Linked DNA regions of Mus musculus: region 1 is linked to region 2. A link is a contact called in public Micro-C data. All regions are on one chromosome and are shown on one strand. The core of a region is the stretch at or near the end of the contact, and the rest is flanking DNA. Distances in the headings are between cores, read along the strand shown.

The links. Hi-C and Micro-C count contacts between places; a contact is called where the count stands out from the background.
Region 1: a Micro-C map of embryonic stem cells shows a contact between it and region 2, with 3 times the contacts expected there. The contact joins the promoter of Socs1 here to the promoter of Litaf in region 2. A contact is called at or near these places in 11 of 39 promoter capture datasets (the 3T3-L1 cell line, 3T3-L1-derived adipocytes, cranial neural crest and 6 more), 1 of 15 datasets of contacts at CTCF or cohesin (the NIH/3T3 cell line), 7 of 484 Hi-C or Micro-C datasets (the Ba/F3 cell line, bone marrow-derived macrophages, embryonic stem cells and 1 more), 2 of 115 datasets of contacts at active chromatin or transcription factors (effector CD8 T cells and pancreatic cancer cells) and 4 of 9 other capture datasets (adipose tissue, embryonic stem cells, liver and 1 more).

Annotation. Positions count from the first base shown.
Region 1 is chr16:10,783,928-10,788,317 of GRCm38.p6, forward strand. It overlaps Socs1 (suppressor of cytokine signaling 1), which reads right to left and starts at 1,609. Exons shown (of 2, transcript NM_009896.2): 1 at 1,504-1,609; 2 at 1-994. The coding sequence starts at 944. The coding sequence ends at 306. It overlaps Tnp2 (transition protein 2), which reads right to left. Exons shown (of 2, transcript NM_013694.4): 1 at 4,338-4,390; 2 at 4,008-4,166. The coding sequence ends at 4,150.
Region 2 is chr16:10,991,134-10,995,398 of GRCm38.p6, forward strand. It overlaps Litaf (LPS-induced TN factor), which reads right to left and starts at 1,988. Exons shown (of 4, transcript NM_019980.2): 1 at 1,913-1,988.

The DNA of each region.
Region 1 (4,390 bases), core at 359-2,858, 210 kb before region 2:
GGTTTGTGCAAAGATACTGGGAATATGTAAACATGGAGAGGTAGGAGTGGAATTCAGGTCCTGGCCCCAGACACAAGCTGCTACAACCAGGGGGGACCCGGAGGGAGCACCAGGAGGGGAGCACCCCCACCCCTGAGAGGTGGGATGAGGTCTCCAGCCAGAAGTGGGAGGCATCTCACCCTCCACAACCACTCCCTCCGACCCAGGCGGGGAGGGCTCCCACGTGGTTCCAGAAAAATAATAATAATTAATAATAAGAAATAATAAGGCGCCCCCACTTAATGCTGCGGCACAGCGGCAGCCGGTCAGATCTGGAAGGGGAAGGAACTCAGGTAGTCACGGAGTACCGGGTTAAGAGGGATGCGCGCCAGGTTCTCGCGACCCACGGCGGCCACGATGCGCTGGCGACACAGCTCCTGCAGCGGCCGCACGCGGCGCTGGCGCAGCGGGGCCCCCAACATGCGGCGCGGCGCCGCCACGTAGTGCTCCAGCAGCTCGAAAAGGCAGTCGAAGGTCTCGCGGCTGCCGTCCAAGTGGAAGCGGCCGGCCTGGAAGTGCACGCGGATGCTCGTGGGGCCCGAAGCCATCTTCACGCTGAGCGCGAAGAAGCAGTTCCGTTGGCGACTGTCGCGCACCAAGAAGGTGCCCACGGGCTCGGCACGCAGCCGCTCGTGCGCCCCGTGCACGCTCAGGGGTCCCCAATAGAAGCCGCAGGCGTCCAGGAGCGCGCTGGTCCGCGTGATGCGCCGGTAATCGGAGTGGGAGCGGAAGGTGCGGAAGTGAGTGTCGCCAGGGGCTGGGGCTGGGACCGCCGGGCAGGGCCGGGGACGCACGGGGGCCGCTGGCGAGGACGAAGACGAGGACGAGGAGGGCTCTGACCGCCGTCGGGGCTCTGCTGCCGGGGAGATCGCATTGTCGGCTGCCACCTGGTTGCGTGCTACCATCCTACTCGAGGGGCCAGCTGGAGGGGTGGGCCATAGCGTCCGGGGCTGCGCTGATGGGGGAGACAGAGGCAGTGAGCCGGGCGTCCGGGTGGCACAGGCCGGCCAACAGACCCCAAGGAGCGAGAGCGGCACGCAGAATCCGCCCGGAGCTTGAGCCTCGGTGGGCTCATCTGCGAAGTAGGCCGTTCCTGTATGCGGAACCCTTCCAGACTGGCGGTGGAGCCCTGCCTCCCCGCGCGCGTGGAGAAGGGGGCGTGGAGAGGGGCCCGACTCCCGGCCGTCCCCGCTGGTGGCTAGTCGCCTCGCGGCTGCCGCCTACTGGCCACGCCGGGGACTGGAACCCGGGCGGAGGATCAGGGCTCAGGGCCGGAGAGGAGGGGCTGACGGCGCCCCGCTCGAGCGAGGGGCCTCCTGGGGGAGCCGGGGCGGGGGTGGGGGGGCGCCAGAGGCGTGGCATCCTCGACCCTGCCATACAGTCTGCGAGGTTAGTCCTGCCGGGCTCTGCTCCCATCACCTCCCATCCCCTCCCGCCTGCTCCCTCGCAGCTGCCTTGGCTCACCTGGCGGCAGGACGCGGGGAGCCGCGGCTGGGGGCTCCGGGGCGGCTGTCGCGCATGCTCCGGGGCTGGGAGCCGTGCCGCTGCCACGGCCGCAGTTCTCTCTGCTGCTGCCCGCCCCTGCATCAGGCTCTTAAACCAGGCAGGCCCCGCCCACAGGTCCAGCCCACCCCCGCTTTCGGTTTCTCTTTCCGGCAAGTCTTTCGGGTTCTCTCTAGACTCCTGAGGCTCTCCCTGGAGACGGTTCCTCTAACTTGGTTTCGCCTCGCACCTTCCCACATTGGGACCTCTGGGGTTCCGGCTCCAACCGGAATCTTGTGTTCCGTGCCTGGGGTGCTTAGGACTTGGTGCCCGCTCTTTTGCTCTACCTTCGCCCCAAATCGCAGCCCGCCGTGTGGGATGCTAGCGCGGGGCTGACACGCCTCCTCCCCTCCGGGTGTCTGCATTCTTCTGGTTAGGGCTCCGCCTCGCCTGGACCCTGTGCTCCCCAAGCAGCTCCTCCCTGCCAGGGTCCTTCCTGCCCAGGACCCGAAGGCCTTGGCAATCTCGACCCTTCTTGGAACCCGGCTAGCTAGTCCTAGAGACCTGTGGGGCCGCCGCCCTCCTCCAGAGCCGCGTGCGGGCCCCTCCCGTTGGCCATTCGGCCTGGCCTTGGCTTGGGCTTCCCAGGAAGCGGTGGCCTGACCGCAGAGGCTTCAAAGGAAGCCTAAGGCGGTGCGGGAGGGGCGCCCCCGCTCCCGGCCTAGTTCCTCGGAAACCGGGCGGGGTTGGGCTGGGTTCCCAGGGGCCTGGACTCACTCTCTGCACTCTTACTACGTGGGCAGCCGGAGAAACTGAGGCCCCGGGCGGGGCTGTGATTCCAAAAAAAGCTGTAATCCCCAAACTTTTGGTCAAGACTCCAGCAAGCATCTGCCTGTACAAGGGGCCCCGAGCACACCTTGGCTTAGGATCCAGGCAGTCAGACCTATCATTAGGACACTGTGTGGTTTCGTGATTCAGTTTGTCCTGAAAGGCCAGGAGTGGGTGCCTGGCTGACGATGTTTATGAATGAAGGCGGATGAGGTTCGCGTGCAGGCTTCCCTGTGCTCACAGTGACGCACACTGCCCTCTACAGGTTTCTCTGTTAGCTGTCAGGCGGCTCCTCTGAAGCTCTGAGGCCAAGTCCTGGTCTCCCCAGACAGAGCACAGAGCGCCATATTTCATCCTAAGCACAACCAAACTTATCTTGTGGTGCTTGAATTTGTGTGGCTGTGGTTGTGGTGCAGCCATGGTCAGTCTAACCCTTGGTGGGCGATAAAGGCTGGGTTTGTAGCACTGCCTCCCTCTAGCGCGTCTCAGCCTAGACTGGCCTTCAGGTCTTTCTGGTCTGGCAAGCATCACGGATGCTTGTTTGCAGTGCTGGGGACTAAACACAGGGCCTTGTACCAGCCTATTTTAGTAGTACTGGGGTTGGTGAACTCCATCCCCAAACTGTGCTTCCAGCCCAGGCAAAGTGAGGAAAACCTCTTGGGGTACAGTATCCCCTTGGGACTTGGCAGGCTTATTGGTGCTGAGGTGGGTGACAAGGCTGGGCTGGCTCCTGCAGGCCTGCCTCCCTGCCAAGCTCTTGGCAGACCTTTTCAGAAGAACCCTATAAATAGAGGACTCCAGGCCTCCACCTCTGCCTGCTCTCAGGAAATCTCCCCTCCTCCTCAGTCAGAGGGTGTGTCCTCTCGCCCTGCCCCTGGCTAGCCCTCTCCCATCCATCACATTCCAGTGATGCAGTCTTTAGTATATATGCCAGGGATCTGATTGCCTTCCTTCCATCTAAAGTACAGGGCAAGTCAAGCTGTCTTTGGACAACTTGGTTTCAGTTTCTAAAAGTTGTGAAAAAGAAACATGCTGAGCTGTATAGCTGCTTCCTGACCCACCCCCAGGGGTCCAGAGAGCCCAGTACCCACTGTACAGTGGCTGCCATTGTAGGGTCCTGCAGGCTTGGATGCAAAACGTGGTTCCATAGCCTAGCCTGCAAGCCACCTTTTTCCAGCATTCACAGTGTCCTGCTGGGAAGTACTGCCCACTGCCCCTGTGTGATTTTGAAAGTGTCAACGCAGATGGGAGAGGGAGGGACTGGGAGATTGTGCGGTGAGGTAGATAGCCTGTCCCACTTCTGGGAAAGCTCTGGGAAGTTCAGTTCCCTGAACTTGGTCCGTTAGCCAAGCAATGTTGCCTTGCTGTCATGTCTGCTGTGTACACTTGCGTGCAAGCATCCCTTGTGGATAGGAATGCTTTATTTAAAAAAATTAAAACTGCTGACTCAGGCTGGAGAGATGGCCGGGCGGTTAAAAGCACTGACGGCTCTACCAGAGGTCCTGAGTTCAATTCCTAGCAACCACATGGTGGCTCACAGCCATCTGTAATGGAATCTGATGCCCTCTCCTGGTGTGTCTGGAGACAGCGACAGTGTACACATACATTTTTTTTTTGTTTTTGTTTTTTTTTTTTTTAAAAAGCTGCTGACTCAAGACTAGTCTTCCAGGGTACAAGCTTTAATCCATGTTGCATAGAAATTGCTGCAGTGACATGTTCCTGTGACATCATCCCAACAGTCCCCTAGTGATGGCTATCTCATTTTGGGATCAAATGGACACAGGAACATCCTGGAGTGCGTCACTTGTATCTTCGCCCTAAAAGACAGGAATGGAAAAAGGACCTTTAATACCTGTCTGCTCCCCCTCCACTCCCCCCAGTCCATTCCACTCCATCTGGAAAGCAATTGAGTGCGTGTTGCTCAGGTAAGCCATGACCGCCTGGGCAGCCTTGCAGTGTTCCCTTGTCCCCGCTTGCCCTGCAGGTACCTGAGCTACGCCTCTTAGCTCTGTGAGTCCGTTTCCGCCTCCTGACGGCCTTT
Region 2 (4,265 bases), core at 738-3,237:
ATGGAAGGCAGGAAAGCAGGAACTGCCTATGGCCAGCCCCTTCCACTCAGCAGGTTTTGCTCTTACTGTGTTCCATCCTGCACTTGTCTACACCTCTGCTGCAGCTCTGCTGAGACCTTTCTGCTTATGTGCAGTGTGCTCAGACCTCAGCTTTCCCATACAACTTTCCCTGTCTAGGAACATCTCCCAATTGCCTAAGCTGGGATTCTGAGCTAAGCTCTGAACTTTTCAACAGCACGCCTGCTTTTCGCCCATAGCATAAGCCACTTAGGGCCAGGAGCCATTTTTTCAGCATTTTCAAAGGACAAGGGGTAGCCCTTTCCCCTCCTACGGCCAGGCCATAAAAGTATTGATGGACAAAGGAATGTATCCGCCAAAGGAAGGGAGCTACTATCTAGGGAGTCTAGTATCTTAGAGACTCAAGACACTGGGTGGATCTGATACCAATCACTGTGTCACTTGATTCAGTAAACTATCATAAGGATATTTTTTCAGGCAGGAATAAAACCATTCATTATTAATGCCTTTAGTGGAATAGGAAGGAGGACAATGGGCCTCTCCCACAGTAAGTAGATCTACAACAAATATTTCTGAGCTGGCCTGAACACCTTTAGAAGGCAGAACAAGGATTGGCTGAGAAGATGAAGTATGGGTGTTATTCTAGGTCAGGCAAGGCAAGCGACACACCCTCTGGATCCTGATCCAACTGATAAAGCCAATCGCTGGAGGAATTAGTGATACCACTCAGCTCCTTTCTCTCTGCATTAGTTCTACTTTAAAAGAGCCAATCTGAGAAGGCTGGAGCGGAGGGCAGAAGAGGAGGCAAGCACCTAGTGGTAGAAATGATTTTCCTTCAAAGGACTCCAATATGGAGTCCAGGAGTCCCTGAACCAGCTTCAGCTCACTCAGGGGAGGACGGTTTAATTCAGAAAAGGCTGGAGGAGCGGCTCAGTGGCACAACCCTGTAATTTCAACACTGTGGAGGCAGAAAAGTCCAGGACCAGCCTCAGCTACATATGGAGTTGGGATGCTAGCCTGGACTATCTAAGACCGTCTCAAAACAGCAAAAAGGGGATGAGCTTAGAGAGCCCCGTGACTTCCACAAACTATTTCCCAATGACTACCGCTCAGTCCAACAGAGAATGACATCAGCTTCACTCTCCGGAAGCACAAACCCGACAAAGTATTAGGTAGGGAATGTCCAAACGACCCTTTCTAAAACACACCCATGCTCTCCTCACCTCTTCCTCTTAAACCTCAACGGAAAGCTGGGGGCACGATACCGAATGACGATCAAAAGCACCGTCTAGACCCACACGGACCTGGAAACCACTGGGAAGTAAGAACTGGGCTGGCAGGACAGGCGGGGGTCACGTCCTCCTTCGCCTGGGCTCTAGACTCCGCGATCCTGAAGTTCCCCTGCTCTCCGATACGCTCGCACCGGTCTGGGAACCCGTGTGAAACTCACAGGGATAAGAGCAAAAGACGCGTGGGCCCGGAACAGCTAAAGAGCATCTGGAAAGTTACTCTACTTTTTCTCTATTCGCTTTTGCTTTCAGAGTACACACAGGGGCGTTCTCCAAATCGCAACTTAGATACTAAAGGTTACTAGAGAAAGTCGCGCCTTTTCCTATAAGCCCGAGGGGCATCATTTGGTGAGGTTCGGACGGAAGCTGGGTAGTCCGAGACTGAGAACCAAACACAACCGCACTGCTGGGACCCCTCGCCCTCAATCCCGCCCAGAGCGCGCCACCCCGGGTCCCACGACATCCCTGCTCGCCCCCCAAGGAGAGCGCGGTGCCCCGGGACTCTAGGCAGGTGGCAAAGCCCGACCCTCGCCTCTGTTGCCGCCCCGTGCCCAGCGCCCCGAATCTGGTGTTCCCCACCGGGCACCCAGCAGGGCCGCACTCACCGCTGCCCGCGCCGCCAGTCGAGCCGGGAGGTCTGCTCTGGCCGCGCGCGCGGGCCGGGAGGGCTCCGGGGAGGCAGGGCGAGCCGGGGGCGGAGATGTTTCGGGGCGTGGCTTGCTGGAAAGGGCCAGATGGGGTGGGGTCTAGGAGGGGAGGAGTAACAGCCTTGAGGCAGGAGGAGTAGGGATGAAGCTACGACCTGAGTGGGCTGGCGAGAGGCGGGGCGCGCGGAGGCGGGGCCAAAAGGTCGGGCGGGAGGCGGACTCTGGAGCCGCGAGGCCTGGGAGAGGGAGGGGAGAGATTATTCTTTGTTTCTAACAGCCACAACTACACCTCCACCAAAGTCAAGGCATAAAGACAACCTACAGAATGGGAGACAACATTTGTATGTTATGTAGCTGATGAAAGTTTATAATTTGAATAAAATTATATGATGAACAGTACTGAGGGTAGAGGCGTATATTCAAGATCGGCCTGATCTAAAACAGTTCCAGGCAAGCTAAGGCTTTATAGTGAGACCAGTCTCAAAAAAACAAAAACTAGCCAGACTGCAGTTCAGCTGTTAGAGGGCTAACATTAGCATGCATGAAAACAGGGTTCATACCCAGCGGCCCATAAATGAGTATAGTGCCACAAGCCCAGCACATTTTACGGCTGAACAGTTTCTCAAAAAAAATGTGGCTAATCTGAGAGACATAGGAAGTTTGAAGCCAACCTCAGATACACAATGAGACCCTGTCTCAACTCATCCCACACATACAAAAAAAAAAAAACATTCTTACAACGTACATGTGTGGGGGGGGTGGGGGGGTGCACGCACACGTGAGCGCACACAAGCTCACAGTAGTGTTTCACTGTGTAGCCCCACCCGGCCTTGAATTCACAGAGATCTGCTTGCTTCTGTCTCCTTAGTGCTGAGGCTAAAAGTGTATGTTACCATGCATGGCTTACATTTTATCCCCTTGCTTTAATGTGAGCACAGTAGCAGACAGAAAAGGCTGCAGGAAGAAAAGGTTTATTTTGGGTCACAGTGTGAGAGGGTTTCAGTCCATCTCCGTGGGAAAGATTTGGCAAAGCTGTTGAGATTATGGCAGCTGAAGCTATGCCGATGCTACTCACATTACAGTAGACCAGGCTGGAGAAGAGGGAGTGATCAGAGACAAGGAATAGAGTTAACCTTCAATGGCCACCCTTAGCAGATAGGCCCTGCCTCCTAAATCCTCCTCTGTAATTTCGGTGCTGGGATGGGAGAGATAGGAAGATCCCTGTTGTTTGCTGGCAGCCAGACTACAGAACTGGAGAGCCTTGGTTCAATTGAGATTCTATACCAAAAAGTATAATGGAGCACACCTGGCAAAGGAAATACCATATTATGGTCATGTAATTGCTTTTCCCTGGGTGAGGCTTATCCATTGTATTCCTCACATGCTGTTCCTAGGGTTTCCCCAAACATGGGTACCTCAAATGCTTAATGTGTGGTATGGGACGAGTAGTTGGGATACAGACTGGGTTCAAGCTCTCCCTTAAATTTTTTTTAATTAAAAAAATAAACACAGAGAACAATTGAAAAAGTCATGTGACATTGGCCTCTGGCCTGTCTACACGCATCTGTGCATGTGTGCTTATGTGTAATAACGTTGGAAGGGAAGGGAAGAAATGCTCTCCCTGGTGCACTGCTGGTACACGTGAGAGGGTGCAGCTGCTGTTCTGATTCCAGGTGGCACACACAACTGAAAACAAGTGTTCCAACGTGTAAGTCTGTACAAGACTGCTGTGGGCCCTGCTGTTCACCAAAGCTGAAGAAAATAAAAACCCAAGTGGTCAACAGATCAGTGGATATGTAAAGTACCATATGTGTGTGCCAAAGAGTAAGAGGTATCCAAACCTAACAAAAGAATTTACTGTTGCTTGCCACCATGGCCCGGAGATCTTGGGAACACTGTGCAGGGTGAAAGAAGGCCGACACAATGACCATTTATCCTATGGTCTCATTTGCATCAAGTGCGCCCAGAGCAGGTAAATTCCTGGACAAAGCAGATTAGTGGCTGGTTGGTGCTAGAAAGATCGGGAGGAGCAGGGGAAGCCACCGCCAGGGATGTCAGAGTGGTGATGGGTGCACGGTGCCGAATGCTTAGAGTGGTGATGGGTGCACGGTGCCGAATGCTTAGAGTGGTGATGGGTGCACGGTGCCGAATGCTTAGAGTGGTGATGGGTGCACGGTGCCGAATGCTTAGAGTGGTGATGGGTGCACGGTGCCGAATGCTTAGAGTGGTGATGGGTGCACGGTGCCGAATGCTTAGAGTGGTGATGGGTGCACGGTGCCGAATGCTTAGAGTGGTGATGGGTGCACGGTGC